2 separate regions of the Astyanax mexicanus genome follow, and region 2 is linked to region 1. A link is a contact called in public Hi-C data. All regions are on one chromosome and are shown on one strand. The core of a region is the stretch at or near the end of the contact, and the rest is flanking DNA. Distances in the headings are between cores, read along the strand shown.

The links. A called contact is a pair of places that touch in the nucleus more often than the background predicts.
Region 2: a contact with region 1 is called in a Hi-C map of muscle, with 17 times the contacts expected there. The contact joins the enhancer-like site here to the promoter of spred2a in region 1. A contact is called at or near these places in 2 of 3 Hi-C or Micro-C datasets (both in muscle).

Annotation. Positions count from the first base shown.
Region 1 is chr21:33,211,530-33,215,909 of AstMex3_surface, forward strand. spred2a (sprouty related EVH1 domain containing 2a) reads left to right here and starts at 3,077. Exons shown (of 6, transcript XM_022674566.2): 1 at 3,077-3,488. The coding sequence starts at 3,460.
Region 2 is chr21:33,266,251-33,270,611 of AstMex3_surface, forward strand. It overlaps actr2a (actin related protein 2a), which reads right to left. Exons shown (of 9, transcript XM_022674567.2): 9 at 694-3,145. The coding sequence ends at 2,975. Among protein-coding and RNA genes, the nearest start is that of actr2a, 21 kb to the right of the region's middle. Within about 2 kb of position 3,106, the one cell type or tissue checked has an H3K27ac peak away from gene starts, as active enhancers do.

The DNA.
Region 1 (4,380 bases), core at 1,827-4,326:
AACCAATCGTTTCCTGTCCTGCAGATCAGACCTGCAGAACGGTCAGGAGGAATTTTCGATCATTCCTCTTCACTAAACTGTTTCAGTTCAGCTATAATATTCTTGGGATATCTGGTGTGAATCGCTTTCTTGAGGTCATGATGCCACAACATCTCAATTGGGTTCAGGCTCAGTATTTTCTTCTGTTGAAGCCGTTCGGTTGTTGATTTGCTTCTATGTTTTGGGTTGCTGTCCTGTTGCATCATCCATCCTCTGTTAAGCTTCAGTTGGTGGACAGATGGTCTTATGTTTTCCGGCAAAATGTCTTGGTAAACTTGGGAATTCATTTTCCCATTGATGACGGCAATCCGTCCAGACCCTGAGGCAGCAAAGCAGTCTAAATCCATGATGCTCCCTCCACCATGTTTCACAGCTGGAATGAGGTTTTGATGATGGTGTGCTGTGCCTTTTTTCTCCACACATAGATTTGTGTGTTCCTTGCAAAGAACTCAATTTTGGTTTTATCTGTCTGTAGTATTTTCAGCTAGTAGTGCTGTGGAATATCCAGGTGCTCTTTTTTTGCAAACTTCAAAAATGCAATGTTTTTTTGGACAACAGTGGCTTCCTCCTCTGTGGTGTCCTCCCATGAACTCATTCTTGATAAATTTTTTCCTTATTGTAGATTTGTCAACAAAAATGTTAACATGTGCCAGAGATTTTTGTAATTCTTCAGCTGACGGACTTGGAAAGCTGATGGACTATGTCTCCAGACCTAAACCCAATTGAGCACCTGTGGGGCATTCTCAAACGAGATTCTCAAAAGATTCCCTGATGTCTTCATGGGGGAGTGGAAGAGGATTCCAGTAGCAAATTATGAAGCTCTATTAAACTTAGAATTAAGAGTTAGGACAGGGCTGGAGAATAATGGTGGCCACAAAAAAATAGTGACACTTGAGGCACACTTGTGGCCATTTTATTTACTCACTTTTGTTATCAGCAGTTTAGACATTAATGGCTGTGTGTTGAGTTATTTTGAGGGCACAACAAATTTATTCAAGCTGTATCCTAACTACTTAACACTGTAAAATGTAAAGGAATCAGTGTGTTGTCTCATGAAAAGATAATAAAATATTTACAATAAGTCCCTGTGTCGTGTGTCTGCCTCTTTTTCTTTGTCTTTCTCAATCTACATTTATCTCTCTTTCTTTATCAATTTCTCCTTCTTGCTTTCCCTGTTATTTTTCCACCCTTTTCTTTCTTTTTATCCTCCATCTTCCTATTTTTTTTGTCATTTCTCTTTCATTCTTTTTTCTTTTCATCTGTTTGTATTTCTTTTAGTTCTTTCAGATGTTTTCTTTTTCTCTTTATCCCTCTGGCTTTTCCTTCTCTTTAAGCACTTTCTTTTCCTAATTTCTCCTTGTGTTTAAGTGTATTATATTAGTGTGAGAGAAAGTGTAAGTGTTAGTATTAGTGTCTATTAATAAAAGTGAGCAGCGCCGCTGTAGTTTCCTCCACAGGCGCTAGAGGTCGCTTGGTGGCGTTAATTGGTAATAAAGTAGTGAAACTGTAATAAATGTTGTAATAAATGTTGTATAACCAACATATAAGCCTCGCTGTGAAATTACATTTCACTTATTGCATTAAAATCAGCACAGACTGTTTTCTTCCTTCATTTTATTATTTTTGCTGTTGTTGGTTTTACTCTGTTACATCAGATATTTATTAAATTATAATTGAGTACATATTATACTTATATATTAACATTACTTATGTAAGCAATTTGATGGTTTATTTTGATATTATATTTATAATATTGCAATGAAAACAAAATTCGTTACAATTATACTTCTATATAACTTATAACTACATTACATTATTGTTTTACATTTTCTTCTAATAATTAAAAATCATATAACAATTATTTACTTATCTTTTTTGCACCACACATACACCATACAGAGAATATAAAATAATAATAATAATAATAATAATAATAATAATAATAATGTAATCTAATATTTAGAATCTATAAGTACAATTGCAATTAAATTAAATCTAATAACAATAATGATAAATAACATTAAAGCATCAAATTGCTTGAGAATTTTATATGATCACAAGATAATGCACCTCTTGGACCTCCCTCTGTCCCTTATCTAAAAATCAGAGTTTCCCACTGGTAAATAGTTTGGAGTTTGTGGTGGTATTCATGTGCTTTAATCTCGTAAATACAATAATTTTGACACGACTTGCCAAACCCTTAAACCCCTACATCACACAGTGGCCCTTTAGCCTTTTTCAAATGTAAAATTTGAGGGTTTAGTGCCCCTTTCAGCTGAATGCTGCATTCTCTTTTATGTGTGCTAGAGGGCGCGTGGATGAAATAATTTGCACACATCTGTGTGTGTGTGTGTGTGTGTTTGTGTGTGTGTGGACCCCAACCACAGCCAACCTCATCTCGTAAATACGATATTTCCGACAGTACTTGAAGGGAGCAAGAGGAACACGGCTGCTGCTGCTATAGCTCAGCCAATCAGCTCTCCTTAATGCCATTCCTCTAAACCCATACATCACCCACTGCTCCTTTAGCCTTTTCCAAATTTAAAATCAGAGGGTTTACTGCCCCTTACAGATCTCCCTCTGTCCCTTGTCTAAAAATCTTTCCCACTGGTAAATAGTTTGGAATTTGTGGTGGCATTCATATGCTCTCACATATCGTAAATACGATATTTTAAGTACAACCAGCTCTCCCTCTGGGCCCCAGCTCTAAACCCATACATCACCCAGTGCCCGTTTAGCCTTTTTCAAATTTAAAATCAGGGGGTTTAGTGCTCCTTTAAACTGAATTTTGCATTCTATTTTGTGCGCTAGAGGGCGCGTGGATGCAATAATTTGCACTTTTCTGTGTGTGTGTGTCGACCCCAACCATGCGGATCTCCCTCCGTCCCTTCCTCCACTCTCTGACGTCATTGCTTCCGCACCCCCCCTCTCTTCCTTCCACATTCTACACCCCCACCCTCACATCCCCCCTCAACACACACTCACACACACACACACACACACACACACTTCCCCCCGCCCTCCCTCCCCCCGTCTCTTTTCCACAGACCGAGTCCTGCGCTGCGCTCTGCTCTGCTCGCCTCCACACGAAGGAGCCCAACATGGAGTAGCAGCGGGCGATGGGGCCGCCCTCGCCGAGCGCAGCGCGCACAGTCCCGGCCACAGAGCAGCGGACGGGGCGGGAGGACGACGAGCAGCCGGTGGAAGAGGAGGAGGAGGGAGAGGGAGAGAGGATCGGGGAGGAAAAACGGAGGAATAACGCGAAATAAAGCAGGAGAGACGGAGAGATTGAGAGGGGGAAAGAAAAAGAGAGCGAGAGAGAGAAAGAAAAGAGGAGGAAAAATGACGCGTGAGCGCGCACGGGAGCGCGCAATGGGAACCGTGCACTGCTGCTGTAGGTGAAGCCGAGGAGGGGGAAAAATGACCGAGGAATCGCAGCAGCCAGACGAGTGAGTAAGCAAGAGGCAGCAGCAGCCCAGCGTGTACTTTCCTTTGTGTGTGTGTGTGTGTGCGTGTGTGTGCAATGCATGTGTCTATTCGTGCATACGCGTGTGTGCGTGTGCGCATTTATGCCCCACGTGAGACGCAATGCTTTTATTTTAGTGCACATAATAAAAACGGGGCGCGCGCCCTCGGGGCAGCGGGAGCTGCGTGAAATCCACCCCGAAAAAGGTGCAGCATGACGCGGCCAGGCCGCGCGTCCCCCTCCGCTCCCCACTGCTGCTGCTCCTGCTTTACTGTGGAGAGCAGTGGAGGAAGGGGGGTTTAGGGGGGTCACAGTTGGGGTCTGAAAACGGAAACGTTTGCTGAAAGGATCAAAGAATGCGCTTTACTTTGGTTATTATTATTATTATTATTATTATTATTATTATTATTATTATTATTATTATAAGGGCTGTATGTGGTGAGGAGATGTGGTGTTTATGTGGTGTTTAACACACACTGTGTTTCCAGCACGCTGTTCTTGGTTGTCATGCGTGTCTGTCTGTCTGTCTGAGGGTGTTTTTGTATTCTTTTCCGGAGACCAAATGTTCCCTGGATGGAAAGCACTGACGTTCTGGGATTGTGGGAATATTTGGCAACACACTGTTCATACATACACAACACACATATATATATATATATATTACAGCTCTGGTAAAAATAAAAAGACCACTTCAGTATCTGAATCAGTTTTTTTTTTATTTTGCTATTTATAGGTTTATGTTTTGAGCAAAATGAACATTGTTGTTTTAGTCTATAAACTACAGACGACACATAAAAATATAAGTAATCTAGAGTATTTATTTGCAGAAAATGAGAAATGGCCGAGATAAAAAGAAAACAAGTTCATATTCATAA
Region 2 (4,361 bases), core at 1,856-4,355, 55 kb after region 1:
ATCTGTAGATCATTACAGAAGATCTAAAGGCATTTTTAATTCGAGTCCACGCTCACCCCAAACCCCCCCCCCCAAAAGTCTCGCTAACCCACCAAAATCTGATACATCTGAAGCAGTTTATAACAAAATGAACCGTATCAAAATGGAAACGCTTATCAAAATAGTACAATAGACAAAAAAAGAGAAACGGAATGAAGCGAAAAAAGGAAGTCTCTGAATCTTCTTCTGTGAAGAAGAAACCGAACAGTCTGCCCAAAACCACAGTTTAAGCTACGAGAGAAAGAGATAGCGCTAGCATGTTTGAGACTACGCTGTGACTGACAATTGGTAATGGTACTGTAAGCTATGTTGAAAAATGCTAACATTAAGTTAACGCTAAGCTAACTCTAAAGGAATAGTTCAGTAAAACAATGCTAACGCAGCAAACAATGAACAAACGCTGTTCATTCGCTGTTAGCTACGCTAGCATCTAGCACTCTCACTAACTTTCAGTTCAGAACAGTCTTAAGATCTGTTTCTGGATCAGTTTAACAGTATCTTATTGTTAAAAAAGCGCTAAAGCATCAGAAGCATCGCTAAAGGCTAATCTAGAATTGGGTTCTTAATCTCAAAGCCTGTTATAAAGCAGTATTTGTTACATTTAAACACCTTTAAGTGGGAATGATTTTAATTTGGTCTCAGTAATCGCAACATCCTATTTGTAAGCATTTATATATGATATTATTACATGTTAAGCCCTATCCAGACAGGATTAGTTTTTCAGGGGGCCTGTGATTTGTTCCTGTCCAGAACCACCATGTACGTGTTTTTCTCAGATGTCCTCTGAGAGAAAATTACAGGCTGATTTATCTACTGTTTTTCGCTGAACTCCGCGGTCCTCCAGTAATTTTAGTCCTGCCCAGACGCACATCTCTAAGTTTCGTCTCCTCACATTTAATAAAATAGCTATTTGTCCACTGCCGCGCACCGTAATTACACTTTGGGCGCACATTTCCACGGAGATCCGCCTAAAAACACAAGCAACACAGCAAGTGGAAATGGAGGAGCTACTGAACGCGATGTCACGTGAGTGAGAAAGCCTAAAAAAAAAACCTCACTGGTCCTCCTGATTTTTTAATTGCAGTCCGGATGCAAAAGTTTTATCACTGAGTAGAAGTGTGAAATATATATATTTTGTGTCTGGATTTCTGTATGACAGAAACAAATGGGACCTTTGGAAAATCAAATTTTTTTGCAGGTTTAGCCATGAATTGCCATTATTGAGTACAAGCTAATTTAATAATTACCATTATAAACTTTAATTTAAATTTTATGTAATTTTTAAATATATTTTTCCTTAGTATAAATTAATATTTTAGGACCAACTATTCACTTTTTTTATTATTAATTATCAGATTTAAAGATTGAAGATCCATCCAGGAAGATTAAAAATCCTTCACAACTCTAACTATTATAATGTTACAATGGATTCACATAGAATTTTACTTTATCTTATCTATAATCATATTTTTACTAGTAAAAAAATAAAAATAAAACATGCACTAATTTGTTTTACAAGGAAAATTGTTATACATTATTTTTGTCTACACTATAATTCTAACTAGTGGATATTTCAACGCTACATATTAATTTACATAAAATTACTCATATGTAGGTGCATTTTTACTCATTATAACCACAATTAATTTATCTTTTATTTACAGCTGGTATCAATGAGTTACAGCTGGTATCACTGGTAGCATTTTAGAATAAATAGCCTTAATTTTCCTCCTGATTGGCTCTGGACATTTGTAATTACAAGGCAAGACCAATGACTACACTACAGTCTACTACAGCATATAATACCCTACTCTATTTTACTATAGCATTAGCAATGCTTGCTTGTTTGTTCTGGGTATTTTATACAATATGCCACTTTATTTTACATCATATGTTTAAATGAATGTCTATCCACATAAAAAAATCCTCGTAATCCAAGGAAGCAACATGTTGAATTAATAAGAAAAATTACTACTTTTTTTTTCTCCAAAAATCACATTTATTTCTGTCATTCAGAAAAAAATCCAGCAGTTTTAAATCCTAAAATGGGCATTAGATGTGCTACTGAACAACTTACAACATCAGAGGTCTTTAAACATAGGAAAGGAAATAAAAAAAGACAAGAAAAACATTTTACATAAACAAAAAAAAATAATAAAAAGCAGCCTGCCTCAGGACAGGACGCCTTTTACACATTTGATACCACCGGCCTTAAATATTATACTGTCTATCGTAATCTTCATCAGCAAAAATGGCTACTGTTGTTATTTCACTCTTTCTTTTTTTAAAACAATTTTGTTTTTACATTTTTAAGTCTTTTTTATTTATTTAGATAATCTCTCTCTCTCTCTGAACAGTGTGTTCTTTAAAAACGTGATTTATGGCAACAAAACATCAAGCAGACGAGAATTAGTGATGTACACCAATGTCTAGGTCAATGGCCAAGTGAGACAGAGAGAGAGAAAGATAGATAGATAGATAGATAGATAGATAGATAGACTGAGAGCGAGAGAAAGAGAGAAATGAGAGAGCGAGAGAAAAATGAGAAAGAGAGAGAGAGCAAGAGAGGCCGACCTTCTTCTAGGATTAATTTTGGCAGCATAAACAGTAAATCTGATTTTTTTTTTTTTTATTATTCAACCAATCGATTTTCTAACAGTTATCAGGCCGTCAACTGGCAGAACTCTTCTGTTTATGGAAGAATGTTGCACCAATCGTTTGATGAGAATATAATTATAATAAGAAAATGCAAAATTCAAGTATTTGACGTATACAATCAAGTATCTTCTGCCAACTCTTCTTATTATTTTTTTTGTTTCCCCATTTATACACTGCCAAAATGCCACCCTGTTTACATGTGTATGTGAAATAACTCAGGTGTGTGTGTGTGTGCAAGTGATTTTCCTTGTGTGTGTGCATGTGTGTGTGTTGTGGTTTATCTGACGGTCACTCCGAGTTTCTCCAACACACGCATGCCCTTCTCCTGGTATTCTTCTCTGGTCAGCCAGAAATTATCTTTATCCTTCATGATGTCGGCCAACACGGCTCCGCCCAGGAACACCATGTGCTTACGGCGAGGAGGGTCTTCAATACGGATCTTAAACTTCTACACAGAGGAAAAAAACACACACACACACACACACACACACACACAGCTTTTAAACACAGTTTCTAATAGAATAGACAGTGGTCAAATACCCCTACTTATAGCTGATCCACCTTAAAAGATAAAGTAAAGTCAGAAAAAGAAGAAAGAAGCTCTGAATCTGTTACTGCACAGTTTACAGTGCTGGTGTTGGATTGGTGTGTTGGTCTTCTCCTACAGGACACTTTTAATTTAATTTACATTCTACTCACTTACTTTATCACTTACAATCATCAAAACACACTGGTGAGAAACAGCAGCCAATCACGCACAGCATACTCTCAACCGGAAACAACCCTCCACTATCGGGCAACTGACCCAGCACAATCCATTACCGATCTAAAAATTTCTGTGCATACAGTCATACACACACACTTACACCCTCATACATGGAAATGGGAAAACATGGAAACCCCACACAGATGGGGACTTGAACTGAAGACCAATGTGCTGTGAGGCAAAGGTACTAAACAGTAAGGACCAATCCCATTTTACCCTGTATCCCTACCCCTCTGTTTTGTGCATGCACCACAAGGGGTAGGGGTGTCCTGATTCTCATTAGGCTGGAGGGGTAGGTCAGTGGAAGGGATAGAGCTTGTTAGCCCTTCAAACAGAGATTTTCCAGATGCATATTTCAAACAGAGAGGTATGAGAATCACTGGTAAGAAACTCAGAAATGTGAGTATTTCCCTGTTAAAAGTGACGATTATCACTATATTACTGTAGTTCAATGTGTAGTTTCAATGTTTTATGTCCGAATTCTTCATAACAAGCATAAAAATAAAAAAAAAATTGCTAATCTTGTGTCTCAAATCTTAGAGGTAGCTAGCTAGCTAACTTTCCTGTTTCACATTAAATGGTGCAACAGACGGCAGGGTTTCCAGCATTTAAGGCGGAACGGAAAAATAAAATAAAATAAAATAAAAGCTAAACAAGCTAAAGTTAACTAGTTAATCAGCAGCAGCAGCTAGGTTACTGAACTTTAGCGCTCCTAATGATGTATCGGGTGCTTGAAGGATCATCCCATTTCTTAGGAGGAGGATTTCACCTTTTCCCCTTGTAACTCTGTTCGAAAGGGAAGGGTTACACTCAAAATTAAGATGTAGGGGTAAATGGTAGGGGCAAGGGGAGGAACAGAATTGGGCCTAAGCCATTGTGCCATATTGTTACCATATAC